Linked DNA regions of Gossypium hirsutum: regions 1 and 2 are each linked to region 3. Evidence: chromatin contacts called from public Hi-C data. All regions are on one chromosome and are shown on one strand. The core of a region is the stretch at or near the end of the contact, and the rest is flanking DNA. Distances in the headings are between cores, read along the strand shown. Region 1 holds the start of LOC107955337. Region 2 holds the start of LOC107956866. Region 3 holds the start of LOC107955366 (transmembrane 9 superfamily member 12).

What was found. A called contact is a pair of places that touch in the nucleus more often than the background predicts.
Region 1: a Hi-C map of leaf shows a contact between it and region 3, with 3 times the contacts expected there. The contact joins the promoter of LOC107955337 here to the promoter of LOC107955366 in region 3. A contact is called at or near these places in 2 of 34 Hi-C or Micro-C datasets (both in leaf).
Region 2: a contact with region 3 is called in a Hi-C map of leaf, with 2.4 times the contacts expected there. The contact joins the promoter of LOC107956866 here to the promoter of LOC107955366 in region 3. A contact is called at or near these places in 2 of 34 Hi-C or Micro-C datasets (both in leaf).

The regions. Positions count from the first base shown.
Region 1 is chrA07:92,086,559-92,090,143 of Gossypium_hirsutum_v2.1, forward strand. LOC107955337 reads right to left here and starts at 2,329. Exons shown (of 2, transcript XM_041116614.1): 1 at 1-2,329. The coding sequence starts at 725.
Region 2 is chrA07:92,883,686-92,887,173 of Gossypium_hirsutum_v2.1, forward strand. It overlaps LOC107956866, which reads right to left and starts at 1,318. Exons shown (of 4, transcript XR_005929914.1): 1 at 1,122-1,318; 2 at 1-145. LOC107955381 (a long non-coding RNA gene) reads right to left here. Exons shown (of 7, transcript XR_001699945.2): 6 at 2,809-3,176; 7 at 1,897-2,733.
Region 3 is chrA07:92,570,422-92,573,738 of Gossypium_hirsutum_v2.1, forward strand. It overlaps LOC107955366 (transmembrane 9 superfamily member 12), which reads right to left and starts at 1,342. Exons shown (of 2, transcript XM_016891135.2): 1 at 1,052-1,342; 2 at 1-707. The coding sequence starts at 630. It overlaps LOC107955368, which reads left to right and starts at 2,969. Exons shown (of 6, transcript XM_016891140.2): 1 at 2,969-3,253. The coding sequence starts at 3,158.

The DNA.
Region 1 (3,585 bases), core at 1,079-3,578, 480 kb before region 3:
TGAAATCCTAACTTAGATATAATGTTGTCAGCCCTGTAGCCACTAACTCTCGGTTCAAGCAAGCTAACAATATCTAGTTTATACTCTGTGTTATATTCCCGAAAAATTCTAGGGAATTTAACGTTTGCACAACCCTGATAATTCCACAAAAAGATAGTGATATTCATTAAAAAATTAATAGAAAATGTATCATACCTGGTTTTAGGATCAATGCTGCAATCTGATTTTGAGTTTGCACCATCAACCTCGACATTCGAATTCACGCCTAGAACTTGAGAAGATAAAAGTTCTGCCATTGCCACCATAGACTCAGCTAGAGGAACACACGTGTTTCCAGGAGATTTAAAACAATTCCCTCTACCTCGTAGGGCAAAATAAGTCTTTTTAGAATTTCGACTGTCATTTTCTCTGCCACCATTTCTTCTCTTTTTGGGACCATTAGACTTTGAATTTGGACCCAATTCCAGAAATTCCACAAACTTTGTTTTCGAATTATCCTGCTGCATAAAATTAATATTTTTATCAAAACTAACAGTAGAGTGCTTACCTGGATCGAGAGTGTTTTCTGATATAGGTACTATGAAACCCTCGGATTCATAAAAAACAAGGTTGTAATGTGATTTAATTGTTTCCAAAACTCTAGCTTCATTGTTCTCCTGCATTTTAGCGTCCAACTTGTTTTGGTTAATAGCGTCTCCCACAGAAACATTTTTAAATAAATGCATCTGTTTTGAACCTGCCAGGAGTGTATAAGTTAGGATTAGAGAAATTATCAAAAGTTTCCCTATTTTTACCTACGTCATCCTCTAACCCCATAAGCCTTTTTTCTAATTTTTTTGTCTAAAGAAACTTTGGATTTTTGGCCCATAAAGTTATTCACATTATTTCCCAATAATTCCTTCAAATCGGGTTCGTTAGAAAGGCCCAAATTCTTGATTTTCCTTTAGCCTGTAACCATAAAAGAATTGTTGACTCCTTTAATGTCCTTAGAATCTAATCTCTTTAACTTTGCGGCCGAAACACCATTTAAAGAAACCCCTAAAAATCCTTCAGCCGATTGTCCAGCTTTAATGTTTGAATTCTGTCCCGATTCCATGAACAAATCCTGCCCAAATTTCGTGATTGAATCTTTTCCCTCTGATAGCACTGCGAATCTGGATCCAGATGGATGTTTAGATTGCCTTGCCAAAATCCCCGCCGTGGAATCTTTCTTTCCTCACTGTGAAGCCTTCTTCTCTACGAACATCCATGGCCCAAATTCTGGGCCCTTCTCTCTGTTATCAGAATTTTATTTTTCCCTACCTGTGCTGTCCACCGGAGTAGAGACCGCCACGGTCATTAGTTCGGCTTGAGGTTTGTCTGTCTTATTCGCTAGTCTCGTGAGGTTTTGGCTTGACACAACCGAATTACACATCTCTTTTACGTGACCATACTTGCCACAAGTAAAGCACACAGTCGGGAGGGCTTCATATTCAACATGTTGAGCAATTTCGTCAACAAGGACCTACGAAATCAACGGTCTATCAAGACTAAGGTACACGGCTAACCTAGCAAATCAACCCCTGGTTTGGTTGTCAGTCTGCACATCCAATTTTACCACCTTTCCAATGAGGCCCCCGATGGCTTCGATGATCTTCCATTTATAAAGATATCCCGGGAGATTAGGCAATCGTATCCACGCTAGCACAACACTCGGGTAAGGTTGCAAGAGGCTGAAATGTTTAGTCCATGGTTGTACGGTCAGATACTGGCCATAAACTGTTCATGGACCCTGAGATAAAACTCTATTATAATCGTTAGGATCCTGAAATTTCACCAAAAAATATCCATTAGCAATATCCACAATCTTAATAGAATTTACAAGATTCCAAAGGAAAAGGATGTGATTATGAAGTGCGTTGTAACCGATATTTCGTCCTAGAAGTTTAACAATGATAGTCAATTCCATTTCTTTGAATAGGATTTCCTTTACACGATCTGAAAAATTGATAGCAGGAATCCCGTCAATGATGGACATATTGACGTCCCCTTCAAATAGTTCAAATTCATTCTCATTATCTGCGGAAGACCCATCACGAATAGATTTGGAAGCAACATCGTAGCCCCCCAGCAATTTTTCTTTCCATGTCATACTTGTTTGTGATTCGTGATCCACAGCCATAGAAGTGTCTTCATCACCACCGTTCCCTTTAAACCTTACTTTTTTGGTATTTCGATCATCGTCGGGGTGAGCGACTCCCTCCTCACCGTTATCGAAATTTTGCAAAGTTGAGAGCATATCAAGTGTATTTAGAGTTGCATGAAGTATTTTATTTTTAATTGGAATGTCATGAGGTATCTTTATTTGACACTTGTCCAATACATTTTTTTATTTTTTAAATATATAACAATGGATTAAAATTTTGATCCTTATATTATACTTAAATTTGAGATTTAATCTCTATGAATTTAATTTTTTACATAATTTGATAACTCAAGTTTTATAATATCGTTAGTTAGTCTAAATATTTTATTTTTATTAAAATGAAACTTTTTTTTCTTAAGAATAACACCCTAAATTCAGCCTAGATGTAATGGCCGAGTTTGACAAGATTACATTAGCTTGATAAAGAACTTTTGATAAAGTCAAACTTAAAGTGCGTTTTGAAAGGGTAAAATTTTGACAAAAACTTTCACATACATCTAGGAAAAGAAACATTAGTACAAAAACACCTATCAAACCCAGATTTCGAATTCAAAATTGGGTATTTTGAAAATATTAATTTTTGGCAAATCCTCTAGCTTAAAGTCAGACATTCGTTAAAAACTATTTACTTATTTATTTACAAAAAGACCGCAGTAGAAAATTTTTTAGAATTTTAATTTTGGAAACCAGAATCCAATTTGTTAATTTGCGTGATTTAGTTTACATTCAAAAATATCAAAAATTGATGATCAAAATAAAAACCAAAACACAGCCCAAAAACATATTATAGTCCCAAAAGTCCAGAAAAATTACTAGTGTGAATTACCATATTCAATTAGTGGAGAAAACAATTCGAACTCCTGCATGCCATACGATCCTAAATCGGAAGTTCACCTAAAATTTATTAAATAAACAAATGAGTTGGAAGCCCAATGTGTGGCCCAGCCCACAACAAAATTTCCTTATGTGTTTTGCAAAAACATTAATCAAATCGAATCGAAGCTTATCATATCGCAAAATTTCATAAAACGTATCAAAGCTTATCATATTGCAAAATTTCAAAAACATATATCAGAACGAAATTTTTATTATGTCATATTTCAAAAACACATATATCATATCAGAATGTCATGTCAGACTAGAACAAATGCAAATACAGATCTTACCCCATCCATTACACACCAACACCGACCAACCAAACACACCATATAGGACTACAAGAGTTTTTACATCCAATCACATCAATATGTGGTGGTGTGTCACTCATATAATTGCAATTGAGCTGCTATACACAAATTTGCGGTCTAGCAACCATAATTGCAGTATAAACTGCCATAGAACACTTCCTCCATCATATCATATCCCACCCTCCAGAACACATAGATATCATAGTCATATAT
Region 2 (3,488 bases), core at 68-2,567, 310 kb after region 3:
AAGGGAAAAAGAAAAACATTTGGCCCAAGAGGAGTGTTTCTGTCCTTCTGGATTTCAGCAACACCACCTTTAATCTCCAATCCCGTGATACCCGTGAATGGTAGCCCCAAGAACTCCCTTAACACTAGTAAAAACGAAACATGGCCTACAATGATATGCAATTAAATCGAATTCAATACAAGTAAGATCCATAATCAGCATTGGACTTTCAAGCAAGAATCTTAAATTCAATGCAAATAAAATGATAAATCGAATAAAAAACCAACAAATCCAATACACCTCTAGAAGAAAGAACTAGAAAATCTTAGATAATAGATTCAAAGAAGCAAACATATTTTATTAATTTAAGCTAAATACCAAATTGGCACATTAACTAAATTTTTTTCCCATTTTTCCGTATAAGAATCATCAAAATCTCTAAACATTGGGATCCCCAAATTACACTTTTTTCCCATAATTTTTTTAATAATTTTTTTGGTAATTTTTAATCTGGGTATTTGAAGCTCCCTTTATCTACCTTAAACAAACAAACAAAAACTAGCACGCACACAAGAACAACATCACATTGTCACTCCATGCCTTATAAAAATAAAGTTTCTTCCTTTTGTTTAAAAAATAAAATGATTTGTTATTGTCGGAGTTAGTGATCTTTTTCTAGAATGTATCATCAAATTCACAGAAAACCAAACATCAAAAAGGAAATATTTAAGAAAATGAAGAAAATAGAGAAAGAAAATTTTACCGGAAACAGAGACGAAGAGCCCAAATATCAAAGAAGGGTAAGTTTTTTTCAATCTAATACAAATAGAATGGAATCTCAGCATTCTACATTTGCTTTTACAATCGAAAAAGAAACATTGAAAAATAGATAGTTCGAATTAAAATTTACCAAATCTTGGATCTTGCAAGACGACTTGAAAAACACTTCAAATCTTTTTTTTTCAATGAATGAACTATTAGGGTTAGGAGGAAATGAGATTAAAAAGAAAATTTTAAATTAAGTGAAGAAGAAATGAAGTTTACAGTAATGGAGGGAAGAAGAATGAAAAAAAAAATCAGTTGGCGATTAGGGATTTCAGATTGTGAGAAAGAGAGGAGAATGGTGAGGGTAAAATTCAAACCTTTCTCTAATTTGCTATTCCACCCATTCCCTGAATCACCATTTAGTGGGGGAGCATGGAATGGTTTGATGCATTTTCACGCTGAATAATCCCGTAATGAATATGGCTGTAATAACTATTATAGCCAACCAAAAAATCGTTTGGTGATAGGCCCACCTAATTGGGCTGTAATGTATTGTCATTACAGTCAAGTGAACATACCCTTAGACTACGTTTAGTTGGCTGTAATGGAATAAGGCTATAATTGAATAAAGCTGTAATAGAATAGAGCTGTAATAGAATAGAGTTGTAATAAGTAATTCAACTGTTTGGTTGAAGGGAATGGAATAGAACTGTAATAGTATTATTGTGTTTGGTTGAATGAAATGATGTTGTAATAGCATAAGAAAAAAAACTAAAATGACTAGAATACCTTTAGCAAAAAATTTTTAGGGTAGATGATTATTGTTATTGTTATTAAATTTTAATAAAATTATTATTAAAAATAATTTAATAAAAATAATAAATAGTTTAACCATATTTTAACATAATTATTATTAAATATAATTTAATAAAAAATATAATTTAATAACATTCTTAATATAATTATTATTATATGAATTAAAAAATCAAAATATATAATACTATAAAAATATATATAATCTACTTTATTATTTTTAAACTGCAATACATATTTAATGTGTTAAAATATCATTACTGAAACAAATAATTTAATCATTCTACAATAAAAAATAATTAAATATTAAAAGTAATAAATAACTCATTGCTAAAAAATAATAAATAACTTGATAATTATATTTCACATTCAAGCATAATATTCATATATTAACAAAAAGTTACATGATTTCATTAGTTTATATGTCATAATTCATATGTTTTAAAATTTTACAACATCAAAAAGTTACATCATTGTAATGACATTCTATCATGTCATTATAACATCCAAATATTACAAACACAAAAAATTACCAAAATATCAACAGAACCATGATTTTTAATGGTCAGCAAGAAATCTTCTGACCCATTCCAATCGCACAATACAAGGTAAACTAAAGAAAATGAGCATTTGCATTGGATGATCTGGAATTTTGCTCAATGCTCGATAGCGTTCATCCTCAGTTAAACCTTCCACTTCACATAATGTTGGATATAATTTCAGAGCACTTTCTTGAATGGTCATTTCTGACTTTTGTTAAATTACCACTTCGGATGCAATACTCTTACTGATTTCAAGGCCAACGATCCGTATATTTTTCGCTAATAAAGCGGCAGCATCATTAAAAGAAGTAGAAAAATCACTTGCATCAGAAATCTTTTTTTTCTTCTTTGAAAATGCAGAATCACCTTGATTTCTAGCTGGTTGCGGTTTTGGTTGCGGTTGTGTAGCTGAGAGATCCATGTCATCCAAAGAAACATTAGCTTCGGATCCATGAAAATCGTTTCTTTCTTCATGAGTATTTGTAGCATCTACATCCTCAGCATTTATTTTTCCAATAATATCAGCAGCTGTTTGAGCATCTTTTCTAGTGGCTCAATCTTTTGCGTAGATGGTAGTAAGTTGTTCATAATAAGGGAAACTCTGATGTCTGAATTGAGCTGCTTCTTTATGACTCTATAAAAATGAGAAATTCATATTAGATATAAATTTTGTCAAAATGAGATAATAAAGACTTGAAATAATTCTTACATTTATATATGAGTTCCACACCGCATCTTCAGCAACAACAAGCTGCCTATGCTCATCCCAACCAAAGCCGCTATTGTTTTTTCCAGTAAGCATGTCATAAATGATTGACCAATCCATTTTCAATGTCCTAATCCTCGATTCAAGATTAGGTTTAGCCTTCAACATGGCATTGGGTAAAACTTTTTCTAACATTTTTTCTAACTCATTTAAATAGCCAGCTTTGAATCCCGTATCCGCATTAAAGGTTCCAGCATTGTGCAAGTCGACCATACAAGCAACCAACGCAGCATCTTGTTCTGAAACCCATTGCCTTTTGGTTCCTCAAGAACTCTGGGAAGAAACACTTGATTGGGAAAAACCTGACATAACTATATTAAGAAAAAACACAAATGAAAATATAAAAATTTTAAAAAATTGTTTAAGAAAAACTAAAATGTATTAAAATAGAAAGTCAAGTCAAAATCATGATTATGCTACAAGGATATATACAAAAAGAGAATAGCACAGAACATTGCCAAGAAGCTAGTATTTCTTTAAATTTGTCATGGTAACTAACAAGAATAATGTGCCATAGCTGGCCAGTCTCCAACAAAGCTTTCTGGTCTTTATTTTTTGCACAAGCATCTTATTTTTCCTATGGGCAGAGATCCATAGCTTTGCAGGTCCAGGGTCAAATATAT
Region 3 (3,317 bases), core at 92-2,591:
AGATGCCTTCTTCTTATCAGCTTCGGAGATGACACCCATCCCTTCTTCCCCAGTTCCAATTATCTGCACACCACTTCCCTCATACTCATGAACCAAGACCTTGAACTTGAGATGATTGATAATGTAATCATCATTACTATTTGGTGGAGTAAACCCAACTGGGAATCCAGTCCACTGAATACTAACCCCATTTTGTTTTGCAATCCTCATAACCGGCAAATTGTCTAGAATCATATTCACTTGATATAAATCACGAGTCCTCTGTTTCAAAAGCTTAACTTCATGCTCATTCAAGGGGCTGGTAGTACAAACATAGAGGGACTCGTTCACATTCATTTTAAACCGATAAGGGGAGTTATCAATCTGATCTCCCATGAGAAGCTCACCTAGATTCTCGGCACTTTTCTTTATTCCACCGAGAGGTTCGCAATAAGGGAGACTGTAATAACTAAAGGGAAGCTCGGTTTCAATGGAAGTCAATGAATTAACTTTGGCAACTATCGTATCCGAAGTTGAATACGTGTGCATGTAACTTCCAGGCAGATAAAACCCATGACAAGAATGGGCAAATAGAACCACTAACAGAAAAACCGAGCAGATTCCGGGCATCTTCCTTTCCGAGAAAGCCATGATAATAGCAGATCTTGCAATATACGGTTCGAATCTAAGCTACTATAGACTGAGCATTCAGTATAAGGAGGAAAAATCTACAGACAAACAGGTTTTCAACAATCAGTTTCCACGCAAATTTAACTCAACATTAACTAGCGCAACAAAAGCATTAAAACGATACTGAGATTCCTAAGTACCAAAAAATTTAAAAAAAAAAAACAATTTCATTGCATTAGCTTTGAAAGCAGTAGATCCATATACCAAAATGCAAAAAGCATCATTTTTTTCCTTAAACAACGAAAAGTATTAAACGTTCATATCAATAAAAAAAATCACAAAACAGATCAAAGTACTGAACAAAAGAAGGATTATAAGATTAGATCTAGAACCAAAAACCCATTTAAGTAAAAGGCAGAGAGACAAGAATAGGATAAAGAACCTGAGACAGGTCTAGGGTTCCAGTTGAAAGTGATTCGGCTCTTTGGGAACAGAAAACGCGTAAGAACGAAGCTTCTGCTTCTCTTTGATATATATTTTTTTCCACTTTGTTTCAGTGGTTTAACTTTAAAGCTAGTAGGAATGAAGCGAATATATTGAAGAGAGCAAAACGGAGGAGAATGGGTAATTTATAAAATTATAATAAAATATGGGTCACAAATCTACCAACATGGGAAGTTTTAATAAATCTTGAATTTATAAATTATGAAATAAGAATTGACAGAACTCTTGTGTGGGGCGGCCTCCAAAACTTAATAGGTTAAATTCTGTTTTTAGTCTCTGTATTTTACAAAAAGTTATAGATTTAGTCCTGTATTTTTTGAATTTTAAAAATTCAATTATCACCAAACTATAGCTAATAGATTCATAAAGTTAAATTCTATTGTTTATAAAATCTAATGTGACAAATTTATTATCATGTGTGTAATGTCATATCAGTTTGTTTTTTTTACATATTACTCATCAAATATTCAGTCAATGGATTATCAACTGTTATTTGTGTAAAAATTGAAACTTCAAGAGTTGAAAACTATAGGGATTTAGAATGATCCAGTTGGAGAATATGGGCTGTACCTATGATTATACGCATAGTAGAAGACTAGTAATTTAACTTACTCAAACGGATTTAACTGCTAGGACTAAAATTTCAAAAGCCAAAAAGTACGGGATTAAAATTGATCAACTTGAAAAGATAGAGGACTACAATTGATCAAATTAAAATATAAAAACTAAATTCATAATTTTTACAAAGTATAGGGACTAAGAACAACATTTAAACCAAATATATATATATTTTCACCGCTCCCATCTTAATTCGGCTAGATCCGCTGGGTTGAATTTTAACGGAGGTGAGATTTTGTTTCTATCAAATTTTGAGATAAATTCCATCTATGATCATTTAACTATTAATAAATTTATATTTTAATCATTTTATTATGGAAAGATTATAACTATTTAAAATTCATCATTTAAGTCACCTCTGATGACTTGCTAATAAATAAAGTAGTCATTATTCCCCAAATATATCATTAGTTACCCAATTATTAATGATACTTACGAATTTAATATCTAAATTACTTAAATTATAACTAAAATATCAATTTAATATTTTAAGATTCTTTTAAGAAATAAAATCAAAACAAATCCCAAAAAATATATAAGAATATAAAAAATTCTTAAAAATCTAAACATTCACAATTTATTTTTTAAAACTATAAAAATATTATTTTAAAAAAAATATATTTATATAAAATTTCAAAAAAGTAAAATTCTAAAATATAAAAAAACTACATAAATTTTCAAAAATCTAAAAAATTGATTTTTTTTTGTATTAACAGCTACAATTTACTCCACCAATCAGCGATGTTTGTAAACTCTTATCATTCTCTCTTTAGTATTTAGGGACTTTTGGATATTACTCATTTGAACTACTATTTTAATTTTATGCCTCGAAATAAATTTTAAATCAAAAACTAAAACAAATGAATGCTTTGAAATAATTTCTCAGAAAAATAATATTTTGAAGAGAATAATAAATATAAACAAGCATCTTAAGCTTAGCTAAACTTTTCTGCCATAAGAATGATTGCAGTGGATATGTGCATGAAGTGTCAAACGGAAAAAACTTTGAAAAACTATAATTGATTGCACCCATGTTGAGATGCTTTCTAAAAAAAGACAAACAAAAACTCACAAGTGTATAAATTTTGATTTTAATTTTGATTTAAACAAAAACAAGTACAGGAAGTGTTTTTTAAAAATGAATAGATATTTCATTCAGCATATTAACAAAATCATGGGTGGATATGGGGACCTTTAGGCCTTTTAGGCTGTAGGATTAATTTTGGGCCAACTCAGGGGTAGACCCAAAGCCACCCCCACCAAGGCACCAATTGCACAATTTATTATGTGGAATAAAATGGAATTCTTTCATCTTCTACATCAACAACCAACCTGCGACTTGCTTCTTCGCAACGATTCACGGTCTTCTCTCTCTGCTCCACCAATTCAGCTGGGCTTTTTCGAGTTTGGAGATAGCTCCTGAAACATGGAACCAAAGATGGAAGATACTTGCCCAATAATCCAACGACCTTCCCTCAAAACTCATCCCCGTTTCAACAATTACTCCTTATGGAAACACAAGGTTCGTCTCCCTCTCTAAGTATTAATTATGGGTTTTTCATTTTTGGGTTTTAGGTTTTATCATT